2 separate regions of the Gossypium hirsutum genome follow, and region 1 is linked to region 2. The links are chromatin contacts, called in public Hi-C maps. All regions are on one chromosome and are shown on one strand. Each heading gives the region's core, a stretch centred on a gene start, on an enhancer-like site or on the middle of the called end of the contact. The rest is flanking DNA. Distances are from core to core; before and after follow the strand shown.

Region 1 (5,276 bases), core at 1,963-4,462, 98 kb after region 2:
TAGACTATCCATAGCCCCTCCCCGAACCCACATCTTCTTGTATTGACGACAATACTCATGTCAATTGAACTAAGACTCCATCGACATTTCCTAAATTCACAAAAAATGTATTTTTAATTTTTTTTTAAATTCACTTAAATTTAAAAATTGCATTTTAACATTAAAGATACTAAATGAGATTATATCCAGTAATTTTGACAAGGAACTCGTTTATTTGAGTAATGCTAAAATATTGGCTCAAACTTTTATAAAACATAAAAAATCATGGAGTACATATTTAAATAACAATTCCAAATAAAAGCGAATCATCATAATTTGGGGCATTTAAACTACCACATTCATGTATATGCTAATCAACATCTAAAAATAAATAAGGCTAAATTTGAAGAATATGTAAAAAGAAATTTAATTAGGATTTTAGTTCGTTTTAAATTTTATTTAGGGAAATAAGTCATTTTTTGAGAAAGAATGTGAAAGCACGTCTAGCTGGGCGCGTTTTCCCTTTAAGTTGTAATTTTTGACTTTTTTTAATGTAATCAATTTTTTTAGTTGGATGGTTAAATATTGGTGGTTTTGTCCTTGAGTCCTAGGTTTGATTCCTCTCCCACTCACATTTATATTTTTTTATTTCATGTTGCTTTAAGCTTCTTCTTCTTATTCTTTTTTTAATGAATGTTTTTAACATATTAGTTTCCTTAGTTAAATGGTTAAATGATAATGATTTCATCATTGAGACCTAGATTCAATTCCCCTTTTCTAGACACATTTTTAATTTTTATTTAATATTGTTTCAAGTTTTTTTTAATTAATAATTTTTTTTTCAATTTTAATTCATCTTTTTAATTAATAAATATTTTATTCATAAAATCAAATAATTATTACAAATATGATTATCTTTAGTAAATATAATTTTTATATGTGTAATACTTATTTTTCAATCCATATCATGAGTGTAGTAAATATTTTTGTATGTGTATTTAAAATATTTCACATATAAACATAATGGTATTTCAAATAATTAATTGAAATATTTCACATATAAAAATATTTGAAATATAATACTCACAAGATGAAAAAACAATTATTTCATTTTATAATATTAGAAATCACCATACCCACAATATACGTGGAGAAAATAAATATTTGACATATAAATATTATATATAAAGAAAAATATATCAAAAAAATAGTTGATGTTTATATTATATATATAGAGTTATTATTAATTTCAAATATTTTTAACATAATGATATATGTAAAATATATATTTATTATATAATTACATATTTATTATTTGATTTTATAAATAAAAGAGTTGTTAATTAAAAAGATGAATTAAAATAAAAAAATTAAAAAAATATTTATTAATTAAAAATAAAAAAACTTGAAGTAGTATGAAATAAAAATTACAAATGTGTTTAGAAAAGGGAAATTAAACCTGGATCTTAATGATGAAATCATTATTATTTAACCATTCAATTAAGAAAGCTAATATGTTAAAAACATTCATTAAAAAAAGAAGAAGAAGAAACTTAAAACAACATGAAATAAAAATATAAATATGAGTGGGATGGAAATCGAATCTGAGGCTCAAGGATAAAACCACCAACATTTAACTACCCAACCAAAAAAATTAATTGTATTTAAAAAAAAGCACCTACCAACTGTGATAATTGCACCAACAGAATCGGATCACAAAGGCATTATAATCCCCAATCTCAAACAATTGGATAGAAACATTAAAAGAAAAAGATGATGGGACTAGAAACGAAAATTGATGACTCCTTTTAATCAACTGTGGCAATTCCCTCCAAAATTCAGAATCTCGTTCTTCCACTATCCCTTTCACCCAAATGTCCAAATCTTGCGATAATGGATTGTATGTAACAGATATTTCATATTATTCTATATTCTTTTTTAATTATTTAATAATATTTTAATAATTTAATATAGTGGTACATGAAGTATAAATTTTAAAGACTTTTTAAATAATTGATATAAATCATTTGTAAAATTAATGGCACATAAAATATTTAAAAACTTAAATATAATAAATCATATTTAAATAATTTAAAATAATGATGCATAAAATATAAATTAATCTTATTTTTTATATACTTTTAAGATTTAATATAAATAAAGATATTTTGATAATTTTTACTTCCAAATGTAAAAATTAAAAACACTTAAATCTTAGCTTTTGTAATTGGGTGGAAAAACACTTTTCCACCACAAATTTTGACCCCAAAAGCTAGGTGTTTCATTGTTTCTACGGTGAAAAAGCACTTTTAGCTTCCCAAGCGCAATGAAGAACAGGGCCTTAGTAGAGTAGTAAGGTTTTTTTATATGAATTTGTTGGTTTTGTGTCTGATTCTCAAATATTGTTTCTCAATTATTTTATTTGAAAATTATATAAATGTATGAAAAGATAAAAATACCCTTATAGTAATATTAATTACCCTTTAAGGTAAGGGTATTTTAGTAATTTCACAGTTGAAATGGTGTCAGGGACTTAATAATAGTATACATATAGAACTGATGGAAGTAATAAATGATACATGTTGAAATAAAAATATATAAAAAAAGGTTAGAGTAAAGCTTAGGTTGAATGGTTAATTTAAGATTTTATTGATCTAATTGGTATGTATATTTTAATTACGGAAGGAGATCCAAATTAGTAAAGGGGTTTATGAACTTCTCTTGAGAAAAACTTCATTACTAACTTACAAACGGCAGGAAAGTAAATTTCTTTTTTTCATGGATGACAACTTGGCAACTTTCCGGTATAAAATTAGGTTATTCCGGATTTTAATTTAATATAAAAATAATTTATATTGGAAATTCTGATATTTAAATATTGTATCACATCATAAAGTTTATTTTAGAGAATATCTTAATTCCTAGAGAATTGAAAACCTGAAATTTTAATTTCTCCACATTTGGAACTGCATCAAGCTAAACAACAATTTAGAGGAAAAAATTATAAGAAACCAATTTTGCTTTTACCCCCTAAATTGTTTTCAATTTTATTAATTACAATCTGCCACCATTTCTTTTTAATTTGATTTAATACCACAATCACCGTTACGCCATGTCAGACGATAAAACAGTTCAAGAAATTTTTTATATGGTATAGGACCTTGTACCAAACTTTATCCCAAGGCTTTGCGTCGTCAAAAATTCAGTCCCCCGCAATGACTTCTTTCCCTCGATTCGTAAGGCTTGAATCGAATGATATGGTCCTGACTGCTTTCATTTTCAACTTTTAGCTCCTGGCTGCCTTATCATGATTAATTCCAAAACCTAAGGAGACGTAAAAAACTAACACCACCTTAGTTTTCCTTTGCTAGTTAGCTGGTTACAAGACTGTAGGAAAATGGATATCAAATCTCTGACTTCCCAAAATTTCATACATTTCTTCCACAAAAACAAAAGGCAAAGAAATGATGGCCTCCAATGGAGACCTCTACAAAATTTCTGAAAACCATCGCTTCTGGTAGTCATTCCTTTCCAAGCAGTGTGTAATTCGACTAAATCTGTACAGGCAGATACATACTTCTCATAATTTACAAAATCCTCGCAAACATCGACCGCACTTCTATCACAGATGGAGGTGGCTCCAAATCTTTTTCCTGGAGTGCATTCCCTAGCAACTTCTGCATCTGTGCCGCAAAGATTTCGTCCAACACCTGCAGTTTAGCAATGCTTTCAATAACATGTAAACTACCAAGGCTAACGAACAATCGGTTAATACCATATATAGAAATGACAAAGTTCAAGTGTTTGTCCGAGGGATCCAAATTTATATCAGAATGTTCACTGGTCGAGGAGAGACTTACCGAAATCGCAATCCTTAAGCCCTTATACCAGGACATGTTCTCTCTTCGGTTTTCCATAAAGTGTAGAACATCCTGTAAGAAATAGAAAAAAAATGTTATATACGTTTGCATGATTTTAAATTAAGGATATGAAGATATTCGCCAGTTCTACCTGTCCCATCCGGTCCCAAAAATTTCGAAGGACGGTTATGAACACATGTGGCTCAAAAACAGAATGGAGGTTCTCTATCGTATTTATCAAAAGATCTTTCAAAGGCTGCATTCTACTTCTTACATCCGACTCAACAACAGTTTCCTTTGAGTCTTGGATTATCTTCTTCAATTTTGTAGCAGTCTGAACTTTTGTCTATAAAAATAAAGAAATAGAAGCATGAGAATATCTTTAACAAAACAGTGGATATAATATGTAAATACTTGTGCATTCACATATTCCAGGATGCTAACAATGCATCTAAATATTAAACTAGGAATGTGTAATCTTCATACTATTATCCGAAAAAATTATTTAAAAAAGAAAGAAGAAAAGAAAAGCTGGAAATTAGAGACTCAGAACAAAAGCAAGGAGATAATACTGTGTACTAGATTCTACTGCATAATAAACAAAACGAGTCCAGAATCACAGACGTTGGAAATCTCAAAAGCATGATATGAAACCAATAATAGATTCCACTGCGTACTAGAGGATACTCACATTCTCTGCAAGTTTCTCCACTATTGCTTGAATATGGTTTCTGAAGTCAGCCCTCAGCATTACTGTAATTTCACTGAGACGCTCTCCTGGAATTGCATTTCCACCAGGTGGAGTGCAAGGACACCATGACTTCAGCTTGGTTTCTATCTTGGGATGCAGTACAAAAAGTATCCTTTTCATGGAATTCAAAAGAACTCCCAACTGAAAAAATAATTATTTTTCTTTAGTTGTTAGGGGGTAAAAACCGGACAAATCAGAAAAAATGCGTGAAGAAAACTTTACCTCATCCGGAACAACGTAGATGACAGCAGTTCCTTTGGTGAATTTCTGAACATATTTGCCAATTATCTTAGGAGCAAGGCCATCCTTCAGTGGAGCTAGAACATCAGCATATTGTCTCTCTAAAGCTTTAATAATGGCTTTCTCAACATCTGCTACAGCCTTTTCATAGCAACAAGTAGCAACGAGACATAAACAGGTTTGGTTAGCATAAAGCAGATTAAACACATGTTTATAGTTGTTATGTGATGGATGCTATTTATAATGCTAAATATTAATTTTAATTGATATATAACTAAAAGTAATAACTGTTTTTGGGACCAAATTTATTGTTACGAATTTATGGTTTAATACGTTGTATAGTTCAATAAAACCAACTTTGAATACCTACAATTTGATTTTATTTATGTTTAATTTGGATTAAAACAACTGCACTATTTCAAAAACAACTAAACTCATCTTCTCGC
Region 2 (5,421 bases), core at 2,799-5,298:
TTTAGACCATAAAAATATAATAAAAATAAATTTTTTCTCGTCGGATTTGTGGTCTTGAAATCACTATTCCGACTAGGCCTAAAATCGGGCTGTTACAAGGAAACATACTCAATCGTGCAGCAGTAGCCATACCTCTATTTAACCTTTCCCTAACATTTGTCTCTGGTAAATTCCCCTTTTCCCATGTAAACCAAGCCCCAGAATAACCAATATCCATCAACTAACACTCTAACATTTCTTTGAAAGCCTCTATTCTACTTTCCTCCCTGGTCAACCCCTCACTTTTTTAAAAACATACATGATTTCATTAAAATCCCCACATACCAACCAAGGAAGATCACAAACATGACCTAATCTATGCCATACCCTCCACGAATCATCCCGATTGTGCGCATAAGGGGAACCATAAAAGCTAGCGAATCTCTAAATTTTTCCTTCCTCAATATCCTCCATGTCAACTTCAACGTGCCTAATTGAAAAACTCTTGAGAGTCATCGAGACATTACCCCTCCAAGCCAAACAAAGCCCTCATCTAGTTCCCTCAGTTGAAACATCAATTCCACTTAAAAACCCATACCTCTAAACTTTCTCCATTTTCATATTACTTATTTTAGTCTCCATAAAGAAGACCACTTGGGGATTATGCAACTTCAGCATATATTGAAGTCTCTGCACAACCTGAGGGCTCCCTAACCCTCAGACGTTCCAACTTATCATTTTCGTTATGAAAGGTTGACATGCCCATTGGCAGCCACTAATACAAAAAAATTTTGTTCCGACACTTTTCCATTAGTCATCCCCAAAGATCCCAACTCTACTCCCTGACTGCATTCACTTAAATCCCTTCTAGGCCTCTTTTCACCATCCCCTCCCCCTAATATAAACTCTTCCGAATCATGCTCCATGGCCATTAAACCCAGTGCTTTAGACGGATCACTTTCCTAAAGGGACATAATGGTTTGATCCCCTTCTAAAGTCAACCCCAACATTAGATCAATACGAATCCCACTCTCCATTCTTTCCTCTATCCCCCAACTCCGTCAACTCGAACTCTAACGTCCTTAATTACCCCCTTCCCACCCCTACACCTTCATCCCTTAACCACATACTATTCATTACCATAGCTCACCTAGATTGATCCCATAATGTCAAATCCCAAACTAGCTCTGTTACCTCAACGCCTAAAGCCATCATTGCCTGACAAAATGAATCATTATGTCCCAATTGACCATAGAAGAAACAAAACAGAGTCAAACGCTCATATTTGAAATACACATATGCACAATTTCCATGTGCAAACATTAGTTTCTTTTTTCTCTTCAAAGGGTGCCTAACATGTAAACATATCCACACTCGCATATAACTCATTAGCCCCTTCCCTATACTCACACTATCATACTCCATAAATTTCTCAATAAAATCACCTAATTGCCTCGCCAGCAACTAAGAAAAGAAACCCGGTGGAACATCATGAATTTGAACCCAAAAAGGGCAAAAATTAATGGCACCTTTAGTGGATCCTCCCCCATAACCTACCGATGAAACACCAATAAATGATTGTTAAACGTCCAAGGAACCCCATTAATAACCCTCTCCAAATCCTTCTTGTCAAAAAATCAAAACATGAACCTTTTTCTCCTAGATCTGAGATCTGAACTCGTTTAATAGGGTGCCATAAATTAGTCATTGTACTCCTCATAGTCAGAAAGTGAATGACACTAGCCGTCAGGAAACACCCTACCAAACAGAACTCATTCTCATTCACTGTCGATTCCACCTGTCTTTGCACCTCCACAATCTCATCCTCTTCATCATCCAGAGAGAACATTGCCAGTTCCCTTTCCATCATTGTAAATGAACACAAAACAAAATTGGGTAGCAAATCAAAAAACACCTAAGCCACACCAAAACCTTAAAAGCATTGTCATCAAAACCAGACACATATAGCAGACCAGAAGCGTGCTAGAAAGCAGACAAAATTTGTTGATCCAAATTCTAAAATTTTAATACTCAAAATAATCTAATGTCATCAGGGGCGAAACCTTTATGCTGCTTTTTGTGTGTTTTAATTACTTTTTCTATGTTGTTTTCATATAGTGCCTTAAATCATTTCATATTTGTATAGTTTGACAATTGTTATTGGTATTTAATGTAGACATTTATGTTGTGCCTCAATTCATAATATATTCTGTATAAACTTTCATAATAATTCAATTTAGGAAAAAATGTTATGTAATCGTTGATGTTATTTTTTATGTTCAAAATTTATATTTTTTAAGCGTTAATAATTTGTCATATATATTTTAATATGTTTGTATATTAAGAAAAAAAATTTAAAAATTGATTCGACAACTTATGATTTGAGAAATATAAGCCCAATCCAAATCGAATGGTATTTTTTATTTAATTTATGATTATTTTAATTTTATATGATGTAAAAATAAATATTTTATATTAAAATGGTGAAAATAACTTAAAAGTTTTATTTTAAAAAATACTTTTTAAAAAATAATATATAAAAGTTGTTGATTTTTTTATTACTTGAAAATTGTTTTTTTAGAAATAATCATAAAAAAGACTTTAAAACTTATCAAATAATAGCCAAAAATATAAAGCAAAGCTCATTTGTTAAAATAAATCCAAAAATTCAAAATTTAAGAATCAATAAGGAAAAACCAAAAACCAAACTAAATTGAATTATGATGATGAATTCGCAAAAGTCCAAAAGAATTGACGAATCAAACCGTGAGCACCCCTAACTTTTTGTGTCATTTTATATTTTAACAAGCTAATTAGCTAGAATAGATAATCCATACATTTAAATAGGATGAGACTCGAACATGTGATCTCAAAGTTCTCAGAAACCTCATTGGAAATGCATCTAATGTTAGAATATGCCATAAATCCTTGCATTATTCATATATTTGAGGTTTAATCCATTTACTTTTAATTCTAGGAAATTAGCTCTTCTATTTTTTAGATTTCAAAATTTAAGTATAATCGTAAACACTTTTAAAATTATTTTGTTAAATTTAGGTTCAATACAAACATAATTTTTTAGCTACATTGCTATCAAGTGAGTTTTTTTTTAAATTTTAAAATGTCACATCTATAAATTTAAACAGAATTTATTAGTGTTAACAATTAACCTGGTTTTTGAAATCTAAAAAGCAGAGGAACTAAATTCTTAAAAATCAAAGTATATGGATTAAATTTTTGAACATACCACACTTCTACCCATAACACATTCTCTACGCTTAAATTAAAACTCCTAATTATTGCAATAGCAATTGAATAAAAAAAATCATGTCTAATTCAATTGGCATAATGATTTATTTGACCCTCCAACTTTGTAAAAAAAATTATTTTAGCTCTCCATTTAATTTTTTTACCTCTTTTAGCCATTAAACTTATATTGTTTGTCAAATCACTTCACAATGGATGAAAAAATTAACAAATGTTAATTTTATTGACGTGACATACATGTGGATTGCCATGTGTATGCGATGTTAGCAATAATTAATTTTTTAAAATTAAAAAAATGTTAAAAATATTTTTTACACTTATTTAATAATTTATATATATATTAAAAAAATTTGAATTTTATTTTAAAAATTAATTAATTATTAATGTGGCAGTCCAGAATATGTCATTCCAGTAAAGTTAATAAACACTAACTTTTCCGTCCATTTTAGAAGTGATTTGATAAATAAAGCCAAATTTAAAAACTAAAATGATTTTTTTGGAGGGAGGTCTTATGGTTGGTAATGAAAACATAATAGGAAAATTATAATGAAATCGCAATATTAAAATTCAAACAGTAATTTTGAATGGGGAAACAATTTCAAACACTAAATCTACCAATTGAACCACATAAATAAGAAGTAGGTGTGGCACTTTATTGGGTATTGACTATTTCCAGGCAGTGGACCAACAAAATGTATAATTCTATTTACGAAAAGTAAATGGGTGCAACAAAAACAATCGTGTGGAAATATTCTATCATAGAAAATGACAAAGCCTCCACAAATTGACCAAACTCTCTTTGCCTCGTTCAAACCAAAGGAAAAAAAAACAATCAAAGTTCCAGGCTAGGTCGCAATTCCAATACCCAGATTTTCATTGGAAATAAATAAATCCCAAAACTGACACGTGCTTCATTCACTTTTATTGCAAAACATCACAACAGTCCACCATGTTGTTGGTTTTATAAGCAAATTTTTGTGCTTCTAAACTCTCTTCATTCTGAGGTTACTGAGACAGAAGCATGGGGAGGAAATTGGATGCTTTGCTTGGAAGAAACTTCAAGGCTTCCAAGTTTAAAACTCTGGCCAAGCTTGCTATTTCTCGGATCGGTATCTTGAAGAACCAGCATCAAGTACGGTGTACCCACGCCCGGTCTGATGTGATTGAACTCCTTAACCTCGGTCACCATGAACAGGCCCTTCTTCGTGTAGAGCATTTGATTAGAGAACAGAATATGGTGGATGCATTTACTATCATGGAAACCTACTGTAATTTGTTGATAGAGAGGGTCATGCTGATTCAAAAGAACAAGTAAGTTTGGTTTAATATTTTTCCTCTTGGTTTTATATTAAGTTCTCTGAAATTTGACATGCTTCTCGACCATGTATATAGGGAATGTCCTGATGAGCTTAAAGAGGCAGCATCGACCTTGATGTTTGCATCATCAAGGTGTGGTGAATTCCCTGAGCTTCTTCACATTCGTGGGGTTTTTTCATCGACTTTCGGGAAAGAATTTGTGGTTCGTGCCATTGAATTACGCAACAATTGCAGTGTGAATCCTAAGGTGATACAAAAGCTTTCAACACTGCGGCCAAGCTTAGAAAGCAAGTTAAAATTGCTCAAGGAGATTGCTACTGAAAAGGGTATCACCTTGCATTTGGAGGAAATGGCTGTAGAGGTGAGGAACTTAACTGAGTCAGCCAACGATTTGCCTGTAGGAAAAGACATGGATGAAAGCTTAAGTGAGTCAATGAAAGCAAGGAAAAAGTACAAAGATGTGGCAGATGCTGCTCAAGAGGCTTTCGTATCAGCAGCTTATGCAGCAGCAGCAGCACGAGCAGCTGTGGAGCTCTCAAGAATTGAACCCCAAGACTTTGATTCTCCAAATAATGCCATGGCCCGAAGCGAAGACCTGGAGCTGAATGAAACGGAAGAGACTAGACAAAGTTTATCCAGAGAAAGGACAGTTTCTAGTTCAAGTTCAGATTCGGATGCAGACCTTTCAGGTGAGGAAAGTGATGGGGAGAAGGCAAAAGAGGAGCCACACACACAGCCCCATGAGTTGAGCTATGAGATTACCCAAAGTGATGAAGTCAATAAGGATGAAAGCAAGTTGGGATATCAATCTTCAAAGCTGAAGAACACTGAAAGCTTTGAAGAGCATTTGAATTCACG

The links. Hi-C and Micro-C count contacts between places; a contact is called where the count stands out from the background.
Region 1: a contact with region 2 is called in a Hi-C map of leaf, with 3 times the contacts expected there. The contact joins the enhancer-like site here to the promoter of LOC107913398 in region 2. A contact is called at or near these places in 21 of 34 Hi-C or Micro-C datasets (anther, callus, fibers and 4 more).

Annotation. Positions count from the first base shown.
Region 1 is chrD11:32,141,484-32,146,759 of Gossypium_hirsutum_v2.1, forward strand. It overlaps LOC107913400, which reads right to left. Exons shown (of 23, transcript XM_016841970.2): 19 at 4,813-4,971; 20 at 4,531-4,731; 21 at 3,991-4,185; 22 at 3,840-3,911; 23 at 3,315-3,689. The coding sequence ends at 3,567. Among protein-coding and RNA genes, the nearest start is that of LOC107913400, 12 kb to the right of the region's middle. Within about 2 kb of position 3,213, at least 4 of the 9 cell types and tissues checked have an H3K27ac peak or open chromatin away from gene starts, as enhancers often do. A contact at or near this core is called in fibers, where this site is marked.
Region 2 is chrD11:32,042,232-32,047,652 of Gossypium_hirsutum_v2.1, forward strand. It overlaps LOC107913398 (IST1 homolog), which reads left to right and starts at 4,049. Exons shown (of 2, transcript XM_016841965.2): 1 at 4,049-4,557; 2 at 4,639-5,421. The coding sequence starts at 4,268.